Linked DNA regions of Mus musculus: all the other regions are linked to region 2. The links are chromatin contacts, called in public HiChIP or PLAC-seq maps. All regions are on one chromosome and are shown on one strand. The core of a region is the stretch at or near the end of the contact, and the rest is flanking DNA. Distances in the headings are between cores, read along the strand shown.

The links. HiChIP or PLAC-seq counts read pairs in DNA pulled down with a chosen protein or histone mark.
Region 1: an H3K4me3 HiChIP or PLAC-seq map of bone marrow-derived macrophages shows a contact between it and region 2, with 3 times the contacts expected there. The contact joins the enhancer-like site here to the promoter of Tbce in region 2. A contact is called at or near these places in 5 of 39 promoter capture datasets (the C10 cell line, the HPC-7 cell line, liver and 2 more), 1 of 15 datasets of contacts at CTCF or cohesin (large pre-B cells), 1 of 484 Hi-C or Micro-C datasets (CD8 T cells), 4 of 115 datasets of contacts at active chromatin or transcription factors (the SCID.adh cell line, bone marrow-derived macrophages, embryonic stem cells and 1 more) and 3 of 9 other capture datasets (adipose tissue, liver and pancreatic islet).
Region 3: an H3K27ac HiChIP or PLAC-seq map of trophoblast stem cells shows a contact between it and region 2, with 12 read pairs. The contact joins the enhancer-like site here to the promoter of Tbce in region 2. A contact is called at or near these places in 4 of 39 promoter capture datasets (the C10 cell line, the HPC-7 cell line, liver and 1 more), 3 of 484 Hi-C or Micro-C datasets (CD8 T cells, nephron progenitors and uterus), 4 of 115 datasets of contacts at active chromatin or transcription factors (the SCID.adh cell line, bone marrow-derived macrophages, embryonic stem cells and 1 more) and 3 of 9 other capture datasets (adipose tissue, liver and pancreatic islet).

The regions. Positions count from the first base shown.
Region 1 is chr13:14,135,361-14,139,526 of GRCm38.p6, reverse strand. Arid4b (AT rich interactive domain 4B (RBP1-like)) reads right to left here. Exons shown (of 24, transcript NM_194262.2): 7 at 3,268-3,359. Among named protein-coding and RNA genes, the nearest start is that of Gm26129, 50 kb to the right of the region's middle. Within about 2 kb of position 1,991, at least 2 of the 459 cell types and tissues checked have an H3K27ac peak or open chromatin away from gene starts, as enhancers often do. A contact at or near this core is called in bone marrow-derived macrophages, where this site is marked.
Region 2 is chr13:14,038,200-14,041,821 of GRCm38.p6, reverse strand. It overlaps Tbce (tubulin-specific chaperone E), which reads left to right and starts at 2,184. Exons shown (of 17, transcript NM_178337.3): 1 at 2,184-2,284.
Region 3 is chr13:14,113,419-14,117,122 of GRCm38.p6, reverse strand. All of the region lies in intron 2 of Arid4b (AT rich interactive domain 4B (RBP1-like)), which reads right to left. Among named protein-coding and RNA genes, the nearest start is that of Gm26129, 28 kb to the right of the region's middle. Within about 2 kb of position 1,477, at least 30 of the 459 cell types and tissues checked have an H3K27ac peak or open chromatin away from gene starts, as enhancers often do. A contact at or near this core is called in trophoblast stem cells and uterus, where this site is marked.

The sequences.
Region 1 (4,166 bases), core at 742-3,241, 98 kb before region 2:
TCAACTTCTGTTTGCTAGGCCCCAGCCTAGTCTCACAAGAGACAGCTATATCTGGGTCCTTTCAGCAAAATCTTGCTAGTGTGTGCAATGGTGTCAGCGTTTGGAAGCTGATTATGGGGTGGATCCCTAGATATGGCAGTCTCTAGATGGTCCATCCTTTTGTCACAGCTCCAAACTTTGTCAATAGGTAATTTCAAAAGAAAATGATGGTCACAGAATGCCCTCAAGGTCTAGGCCCAAGACTCTATTGTAGAGAATAAGTAAAGAATAGAATAGTGAACCCTTCAGAAATGTAGGTATCGAGATGGGTATTTCGAGCTCTCAAAGCTCAAAATGCCAAGCAAGGACACTTCGGAACCCTCAGTAACGAGACCAAGCAATCACTGTAGTGAGCGGTGAGCAAAACCAGCTAACAAACAAAAGTAGGCTTCCTCTACAAAACTAGCTCTCCAGCCACCAAACAATATATATGTTCAATGGAATCCAAAGCCCATTTCTCATGGCATGCTGAGATTCTTAACAGAAATTGAGCATTGCAAATCATTAAGAAGCAGTGCCCACATACACTTCATTATCATGTTCAATGTAGAACTATTTTTCTTTAACATTAGAGACTTTCTAATATATCATAACTTTTAGTCATTTTAATAGATCAAATCTTCAGAATATTAAACTTATTTTGAATTTATTTATGTATTTATTTTGGTGTTTTGCCTGTGTGTATATCTATGTCAAAGTGTCAATCCTGGAGTTACAGACAATTCTGAGCTCCCATGTAGTGATAGGACTTGAACCTCCGTCCTCTGGGAGAGCAACCATTGCTCTGCAACCCTAAGAATGTGATTTTTAAATTGTAATTGTAAACAAAGCAGCTAAGTGCAGTCCTTGTGCTGGGGAGTATTTAAGCTGGATGTTTAAATGAAGAGGTAAAAACACAAGAGATCTCTGTGTATGCTGACATTTGATCCCAATGTTTTCATGTAATACATGATTCTATTTAGTATGTGCATTCTACACTTTGCAGAAGGAATGTTCCACCAGCAAAATCTATACAAATACCATCAAGCCTGAACACCCAAATACACAACACCTCTGCTCTTGGACTTGAAGACAACTTAGCCTGCATTTGCTATATAAGCATTATATGTGTATATAAATATGCATAACTTATAATACAAATAAATTCAGTTTTCAAATCTCTAAGAGAGTTTATATTATGATCTTAATTTTATAGATAAATATGAAAAGAGTAGGTTGCCAAAGTCATACAGCTAGTGGTAAAGTGATGAAAACCAGGCCATCAAGCTCCATGCTCACACTACACTAGATAACTGGAATCACTGCTAATGAGATTACCTGACATTTCATACTCACTGATCTGTTAGCACCAATTAGAGTTATTACAACTTAAATAAACTCTCAGAACTATAGAAAAACTAATGATAAAATATTAACTCATTAATTTTCAAAGCTATCAAAACATCCTACAATTCATCTGCTTAAATGAATACTTTGTAGCAATATAACAGACCTGTCAAAACTTAAAATAATCAGATCAAAGTTACACCTAATATTACAATGAAGGTTTTCTTATTAATACCACCATACATTTTCTGAGACAGCCTTAGTATATAGCCCTGGCTGGTCTAGAATTCACAGATCTGCATGCCTCTAGCATTAAAGGCATGTACCACCATATTGAGCCCACCATTTATTTACAGTTTATTTTTTTCTGTGGCTGAAATACATTTAATTTTAAAATGTTATACATAGAAGAATTTTTTAAAAGTTACAATGCAAGTATCCTTAAAATAATCAAGTCACCATCAAAATAACAAGGCAGAGATATTAATTGGCAACTAAAGAAAACGTGTTTCTAGAAGATTCAGTGAGAAATGCGTAACTCAAATTACAGTAAGATAGGAAAGTGGCTAGCAATGAATATCTTTTCAGTGAGGTAATCAGTCTTCTCATTTCCTTCCTCAAATGAAAGTTTGTCATTAAAACTAATTTAGAAAGTAACTTAAGCACTGTAGCTAAGGAAAATCAAACCAGTTAAACAGGAAAAGCCTGTGGAAAGCACACCCTCCTCCTCCCGGTCTCAGAATGATTTCCTTAATCTTAAAATTTATTTTATTTACTTACTCACCTATGTATGTATGTATGTATGTATGTATGTATGTATGTATGTATGTATGTATGTGCTAACTATCTGCATGTGTAGAGGAGTGATAGCCGATGCCCATGCAAGCCAAAAGAAGCCATCAGATCCGCTGGAGCTGGAGTTACAATAATCGCCCAATGTGGGTGCTTAGGACTAAATTCTGGTCCTTTTGAAAGGGAAGCAACCATTCTTAACTGCCAATCCATCTCTCTAGAACCCTGATTTTAATAAGGAAATTATTATTTCAGATAAAAAAATCATAATAAAGATGAATGAGCCCATTAAATAGTATAAGTGGATTTAGCCACCTCACATTTTGAGGGTTCAGAAAAATCAGATTTAATATCTGACTGTTTATACTGAAAGCATTCACTTTTTTCAAGTTTTTAATTAATCCAACTAAATATTTATTTTTACCTGTTTAACAATATTTTCTTTAGTGATTATATATTTTTATTTCTGATATATTAATTTTTAATTCAAATCATTTTTAAAAGAACACTTAAGAGAATAAATTTAAAAATATACTCTGTTGTCTAATCCACTCCAACTTCTTATTGCTTCAAAAAAGTTGTTTTTAACCCTTTCAGGTATTTGTCTCATAGGTACTAAGAAAAAAACCACCATTATAATAAGAGTAAAAGATGAAATTTTACCTATGACATTTGATAAATGCAAAGAATTTAGGAGATTCATTAAAAAAAAAAAGTCTGGTTTCAAAGGAAACAACAGAGAACAACAAAATAGTTCCCATAAAGGTGAGAACTACGAGTGAGCAAGATAATGGCAGGAGAAAGGAACTAGGAACAAAGAAAACACCATGAACAAACTCATGACTCAGAACAGTGATGGGTAACTGACTAGTTCTGCTCCAAAAGCAGCATCAAGATCTATGAAGGAGCCCTGGAGGAAGCCACAGCTGTGAGGCGGGCCTGGCGGGCATGGAGCGCAGCCCCATGCTGAGGAGTCTGCATCGCTATCAGAACTGACATCAGCAGGAGACCTCAGTAACACTTTTCAGTTTACAATTTAAGGATCTATTAAAACAGTACTGGAAAGAGAAATGATTTCAGGTTCACTAACAGTTATGAAAATTGACTTACATATGGTTAGATCTTCTTCCTCTATTTGTTTTCTTTCCTATGACTGGAGTGCCAAAATGCTCAGGATTGGTGAGTGGGAGCTGGTCTAGTGTCTGTGGGTGAGAACACAAACCCAACAAGTTATTACTTTGCAAGTGCTTTCTTCATTTTAAACCAAACCAATGTAATATGCTTATATTTTGAAGTTAGTTTTTTTCATCCAAGGAAGGCTACAATACAACTTTCCTATTGAAAGAAAACTCTAGTTTCAAAGATATTAGAATAAAGATGAATGAGCCCATTATTTGGAGAGAGGAAGAAAAATAAAGCCCTGGCTGCCTGTCTAGGTGATTCATTACCTATATAGTAGGCCACACACACCCCAAAATCACTAAAATACAAAATAACCAAAAGCTTACCCAAACATACACATGAGATAAGACACCTACTTATAAGGGTTAATTCTTAGGATGAGGTCAACAACAGCTCAAAATTTTCCTTGTCCATAGTAAACCATAATCCATAAAAACATTGTAATTAGTAAGCAAAACACAATTAACCACCAAGAGAAGCACTAGCAGCTTCAAAGGGAGATCCAGAGAAGATATATGGTCATTTGGTAAATGTTTTCTACAATAAATCTTTCTTAAAGAAAATGTTTAAAAATGAGTTTTAGTATTTAATTTGTTTTCCTTTTTAATCTGCAGCACACAATATAATTGCCAGTATGAAAATGAATATTCTTTCCTTGATATCATCTATACATCTCATGGGAATGTACTTTTCACAAGTTTTCTTGTGTTTTTTCAGCCTTAATTTCCGGAAAAGTGTATAAAAAACCTAAAGTAGCACTTCAAAGACTACCTAATTACCTTTAACCCTTTAAAGATCAGTGTTGAAAATGTGTCTATTTTCTTTTC
Region 2 (3,622 bases), core at 935-3,434:
ATGCTGGGGCTGGGGGCTGAGGGGTTCCCAGAGAACATTATAAGAAGGCATCACTGCCGGGCGGTGGTGGCGCATGCCTTTAATCCCAGCACTTGGGAGGCAGAGGCAGGCGATTTCTGAGTTCGAGGCCAGCCTGGTCTACAAAGTGAGTTCCAAGACAGCCAGGGCTACACAGAGAGAAACCCTGACTTGAAAAACCAAAAAAAAAAAAAAAAAAAAAAAAAAAAAGTCCCAGGACTGCTTGGCACTGGCACCACGTGTGTCTTTCAGCCATTCTCTAAAGAGGTCTTCATCATTCTTTATAAGCCTTGTTAAAGCCCCTTTCCTCCTGCTTCCTGCCCAGGAGTTCACCAATACCAGCCAGGCTCCCCACTGGCTTTTCCCCCATGGACTCTGCCACGAAGTCTCGGTGCTTTTGGGAGGTTGTCATCTTGATCAGGCTTAACCAGCAGCTCTGGCTCTGGCAATAGCCCCTTGCACCTGCCCATACCTCAAGCTACTAGAATGTTCTTCTGTGTACTTATTTGTATGGGTACCTCTGTATGTGAGTATGCATGTATGTGCCTGTCATGCCAAGGGTCAATAGTAGGTATCTTTCCTCTTCCTCCTCCTCTTCATCACCACCATCATCATTCTTGACAGTTCTAAGGATAAAACCTAAAGACTCACACATGCAAAGCTAGCAATATTCCTCCTCACAGACTATATGAAGCTCGAGAAGAAGGCCAGCCAAAGTAAGGATGCTTCAGTCCAACTTAGAAGGGGGAACAAAATAATCACGGGAAGTAGAAGGTAGGGAGAACTTGGGAGATATAGAGGAATGTGTTCTTGTGTAAAAGTATAAAAATTCAAATGATCTCTTCTACAGTAAGTCATTCAGGGTAAACTCAGTAAACGTTTCTGGGCCAAGATCACTTAAATTTGGTTCAGAATAGCCTATCTCTTTTCTAGCATGTGTTTTGTATCAACACTTCCTTGAAAAGCATGAAGTTACAATAAATGTGGAGATATTGGCATGGTGGGCCAAGCCTGTGATTTTAGCACTTGGTAGATGGAGGCAGGATATTAAGGAATTAAGACCAATCTTGACTTTGGTAGTTAGGTGACAGAAATCCGCCTGCCTCTCCCTCCCGAGTGCTGGGATTAAAGGTGGGCGTCACCACGCCCAGCTTGACTTTGGCAAGTTTTGAGGCCAGCCTAGGATACGTGAGACTTTGTCTCAAAACAATCAGCAGCAGCACCTTCATGAAATGTTGTCCTTGAAAAACGCTCCCATCTGAAGGTCTGTGTTTCTATTGGAGACTTGCCAAATGACAATAGTAGCTTAGCCCCTCCAGGCAAGAGTGAGTCATGTTCTATGACTACTGAGACGGTTTCAAACAGGAAAGGTTCTGGCAGCTTATTTCATCTTTCATTAACCACTGACAACAGATTCACTACAGGGTTCTCGTTCACTGCTGTGCAATAAAACAGATTTATAATTAATTATGTCTCCCAGCAGAGTTGTGCAATTCCTCTTGGATTGAATTACAGCACTCTTTTATTACTGTTTTCGTGGTGCTGTCTGGTCAAACTGACTTGGATCCAGCAAAGCCGGAGCTCTTCCAAGTAAGTTTTTGCCAGCTTCAGGTATAGCAATATGAGGGGTCACATTGCGATATGCTTATATACATAGCATCTTAAATTTGTTTTCAATGAAATAGTTACTGGCTTTTTAACATCTAAAAATAAACCAAAACACTCGATTCATAGGAACGTCTTGTTTAAAGTGGTGACTTACTTAAAACATTGCGTTTACTCTTGTTCTCCCTCATGCCTTAGCTGGTTAACTTTTTCTTTCCAGTTCTGGAGGGATCAACACTACACCTTTCTATGTAACTATGAACTCCCTACGGTGATTTAGTGCCCATAAGCATGAAACATTTTTGTTTTTTAGATATGAACCCCCCTCCGCTCCTCCCATCTCTCTTGCCTCGACCTTCCCAGTGCTGATTGTAATTGCCATGAGCCATCACGCCCAGCTATGAACTTTTAGTTCGCGTCTTGAATCAACTACAGTACGCAAAATCGACTGGTCCCACAGTCCTTCGGGGTTGCAGTTCCGGTGTCTACCTTACCAGCACTTCGCGACAATAGGGTTCGCGTTTGGAAGGGCTAAAGTGGTTTTCATCACTTCCTCTGCGGAGGTGGGACTTCCGGTCTCCAGATACTTCCGCCTAGAGCCGAAAGCTTCGTCGCTGATTGCGTGAGGGTCTCTGGGTGCTGACAGACCGGCAGAGGGAAGGTGAGCTTCGTAAGGTCGTGGAGCTGAGGTGGCGAGCTGCCCAATGGGGCTGGGTTGCCTGAGTGTGTGCTTTCTGCTCCGAGACTTCTCCGGTCGGCTGGGCCCCATTGTGGGCTGACCCAGCGGAAGGCTAGTGCGCCTGCGCCAAGCGCCTTCTGGATCCTCCCCACCCCTCCCCCGTTAACATCTGGGCGTGGGTCTCAAGTGATGCTGCCATCTCTTCCTTTTGACGTTTCTGGTGGACAGCGGTGGAGGGTGGTGGGAGGGCAGAGAGGAGTATTCAGATTTTTTTCCCTTTTTTTGAGGGGGATATTTTATTTACATTTAAAATGTTATCCCCTTTCCCGGTTTCCCCTCCGGAATCCCTCTATTTCATCCTTCCTTCCCCTGCTTCTTTGAGGGTGCTCCCCACCCACCCGTCCACTCCCACCTCGCCGCCCTGGCAGTCGCCTACACTGGGGCATCGAGCCTTCACAGGGCCAAGGACCTCACCTCCCATTGATGTTCAACAAGGCCATCCTTTGCTACATATGGGGCTGGAACCATGAGTCCCTTCATGTGTACTCTTTGGTTGATGGTTTAGTTCCTGGGAGCTCTGCAGGGTCTGGTTGGTTGATATTGTTCTTCCTGTGCGTTGCAAACCCCTTCAGCTCCATCAGTCTTTTTTTCTCTAACTCCTCCGTTAGGGATCTTGTGCTCAGTTCAATGGTTGGCTGCTAGCAGCTGCCTCTGTATTTGTTAGGCTCTGGAAGCGCCTCTCTAGAAACAGCTATATCAGGCTACAGTCTGCACACTTCTTGCCATCCACCTTAGTGACTGACTTATCTCACTCAGGATATTTTCTAGTTCATTCACTTGCCTAAGAATTTCATGAAGTCATTGTTTTAATAGCTGAGTAGTACCCCATTGTGTAAATGTACCTCATTTTCTGTATCAGTTTCTCTGTTGAAGGACATCTGAGTTCTTTCCAGCTTCTGGCTATTATAAATAAGGCTGCAATGAACAGAGTGGAGCATGTGTCCTTGTTATATGTTGGAGCATCTTTTGTGTATATGCCCAGGAGTAGTATAACTGGGTCCTCAAATAGTACTATGTCCAATTTTCTTACAAACCTCTAGACTGATTTCCAGAGTGGTTGTACCAACTTGCAGTCTCACAAACAATGAAAATGTGTGTTCCTCTTTCTCCACATCTGCTGTCACCTGAGTTTTTGATCTTAGCCATTCTGACTGGTGTGAGGTGGAATCTCAGGGTCATTTTGATTTGATTTCCCTATGACTAAGGATGTTGAACATTTCTTTAGGCGCTTCCTGGGCATTCAGGATTCCTCAATTGAGA
Region 3 (3,704 bases), core at 228-2,727, 76 kb before region 2:
CGGAGAGAAATAACATGTAACTAAATTAAAACTAATGAAGAAGCCCAACTTCCTATAGAATAAGTCAATTAAAAGCTACCCAACTGGAAGTGGGGAGATGACTTAATCAGTGAAGTGACTGCCACACAAGCACTAACATAAGCACAGATCTCCAGAACCCACATGAAAAGTCTGGCATGGAGGTGTGCACCTGCAATCCAAACCTTAAAGAAGAGGATAGAGATACTCCTGAAGTTATTGACCAGCTAGCCTACCAAAATGGATGTTCTTCTGGAAAAACAATCTTAAAAATTTAGAGAATATTAGAGACACCAGGTGTCAACCAACCAACCCACCTGCCACACACATGCACATCAGGGCTTTATATCTGTCCCTACACAGTGAAGTAAATAAATATGTAAGAAGTAACCTTTGGGGGCAGGTAAGATGACTCAGTGGGTAAAGATGCTTACACCAAGCCTCACAACCTAAATTCAATCCTACATAGTGTAAAAGAAAAAACCAAAAAACCTCCCACAAACTGTTCTCTGACCCCCACAGGGACACAGTGGTATGTGGGCATACAGACAGACAGGTACAAGTACAGACACACACACACACACACACACACACACACGAACACACAAAGAGAGAAAGAGAGGTGGGGGGGTGTGATTTTTTAAAATAAAGCTTTAAAAAGGGTGTGTTATCCATGACTTTAATCCCAGCACTCAGGAAGCAAAAGCAAGGGATCACTTTGAGTTCGAGGCTAGCCTGGTCTACATTGGAGAGTATACAGAGACAGGCAGATCCCAGTTGCTCACTGTTCAGCCAGTATAGTCAAAGTGCCCAGTACCCCAGTTCAAAGAAAAACCATTTCTCAAACATTGAGATGGAAGGGATGGAAAAATGGCTCAGTGGGTGAAAGCACTTTCCCTGGCAAGCCTGACCACCTGGGTTCAATTCTTAGCAGTCACATAAAGGTGGAGGAGAGAACTGACTCCATGAACTTGTCCTCTGAACTCCACATACTTGGTGTAACATGCACATCCCACTGAATCAGACATACACATAAAGATTTTGGGTTTTGTTTTATTTGTTATTCGTTCTGTGTAGCCTTGGTTGTCCTGGAAACCCCTCTGTAGACCAGGCTGGCCTGGAACTCAGAGAGCTGCCTGCCTCTGTCTCTCAAGGGCTAGGACTAAAGGCATGTGCCGCCACCACCAGGCCTACAAAGTCACTTTCTAACTAAAAAATATTTATTAAGGTGGAATCCATAAAGGGAATACACCCAACACCTAATCTGGCCTCTATACATGGCCACATGGGTAAATGTATACAAAAACATACACAAGACACCTATATCCCCCACATTTTTATATCAATGAAAGACAATATAAAATATTAAGAATATAGGTTTGGCACAGCCCTACCCCCACCCCAAATGACTCATGTGTTTAAATGCTTGGCTCACAGGTGTGATCTATTAGGTGTGATCATGTTGGAGTAGGTATGGACTTGTTGGTAAGAATGTGTCACTGTGAGGGTGGGCTTTGAGGTCTCCTATGCTCAAGCTCCACCCAAAATCCAGTCTCTGCCTGGCTGCTCTGCAGAAGACAGTTCCCTTCTGCTGTGTGGAGAGCTTTGGGGGTCACTTGGCAGGAATCTGACATTGGCCAAAGACAAGGAAACGGGCTTCGGTCAGAAATCTGACACTGGGCCATGACAAGGAAGTAAGTTCAGGCAGGAATCTAATTTTAGAATGGAACAAAGGCGTAGGCTTCAGGCAAGAATCTGACTTTGGGTTACAACAGGGAAATAGGCTCAGACAGCTTGGTCATCATGCTAAGCCCTTAGAAACAGTGACCCCAGGACTTTGTTTATTGCTTTGCTTATTCCTAGACTATTTGTGTATTGTCTTGCTTGTTCCTCAACCTAGAACTGACCTTATTACTTGCATACAATTAAATTGGTATAAAAGCAGATCGAGAAAAAAGAAACACCTCAGAATAAATAAGCCTCAGAACTGGCTGGGGTCATGCTACAATGTTGTCTGTCTTTTTTTCTTTTTAATCCTCACTCCTGCACTGGAGAACCTGTTGACTGACTGAGCTGGCTTGGTCACTGCTGTCTTTGGATAAATACGTAGAACTCTTCAGGGTCTCCTTCAGCACTAAGTCTGCCTGTATACTTCCATGCTTCCCTCCATGATGATAATGGATTAAACCTCTCAAACTGTAAGCCAGCCTCAATTAAATGTTTTCCTTTATAAGCGTTGCTGTGGTCATGATGTCTCTTAATAGAAATGAAACTCTAAGACACAGCACCAACTTCTGCAGCGATGTAACTCAGTGATAGGTGCTACATCACCAACAGTGATAACAGTGCTAGGTGCTTAATATCCCTAGCATCCTCCAACCCCAAAAAGGAAGATTACTGAATGAGACATGTAGGCTCAAATCTACCACTTAAGAGTTAAAAGATGCTAGGTGAAAACTCTACAGCTCAGTACATAGTCATGACCTCACAGGGATGAAAAGTACATACCATATCTGCAGTATTTAGAACATGCCCATGTACAGCGCAAAATACAGACTAAACAATTTACGTCCTGAAAGGGGGAGTTAGACCATTAAAAAACAATTCCTATGTAAAGAATAGATTAGCTTTCTCTCCCCCGTCCCCAGCTCTGTGTATGAAGTAACTCCTTTAAAATTATTTCCCTTGCTCAACTCAACCATGACATAATCATGCTGCCTTCTAGTAGTAAGAGTTGCTAGGATTCCATGATACTGATGCCTAATGAAGTGTACCGTGATCCATTAGTGCAGCAATCAACCAAGTCTGCACAGCTACTCTGAGTCTAATGTACTCTGATTCAAAGCAGACACACACAAAGAACTGTGTCAGTAGGTTAACCAAGACTCCTCTGACTAGGAGGAGTGACAATTATGCAGATATGTGTATCTATATAATCAAGAAGGAAAATAAAAACCTCTTTACCTTCTCTTTTTGTTCTGCTTCTCAGATTTTGGTCAATAATATAGACCATTTCAGAGGCTAAAAATAAGATGTTTTGAAGTAGTACCTCCACACCATGGAGGAAATTAAACCACCAAATCACCATCCCTTTGTTTAGCAAACACAACAGTTTTCTAGTTGCTAAGGCAACAGCTAATTCACAGTTACTCTGTGTTACTTAAACAATTATTTTTCTAGTCTATCTACCAAATGTCCTAACAGTCATTAGTGCACGCGCACACACACACACACACACACACACACACACACACACAAAATCTATTCAATTCCATGGGAACATTAACAACAGCAATTTTAAAATTCACTAACAGTGCCTGAATCCCTTCAAAGTGTCAAGGAAGCCACATAAGTGCATAAAAGGAACCAACAGTGATCTCTAATGTACCTCCAGGCTGCAGTTCACCACATAAAGTGTTAGAACGACAGCTAAATCAGCTCTTGAAATGGCTGGGTAACACTGATACTGCCTTAAAAAACCATTTAATTATTAAGATCAATCCTTTAAAACACAAAACATACTACACATTTTACTAAGGGAGTTTCTTAGAAAAAGGGACAGGGGGGCATTTAGATTGGTTACAGTGCTGATGCAACTGGGAGAATTGGAAATTAGACTACTAAGTTTATGCTAAAAACAAAGTAATAAACATTCTTACACATACAGAATGGCAATAAATCTGTGA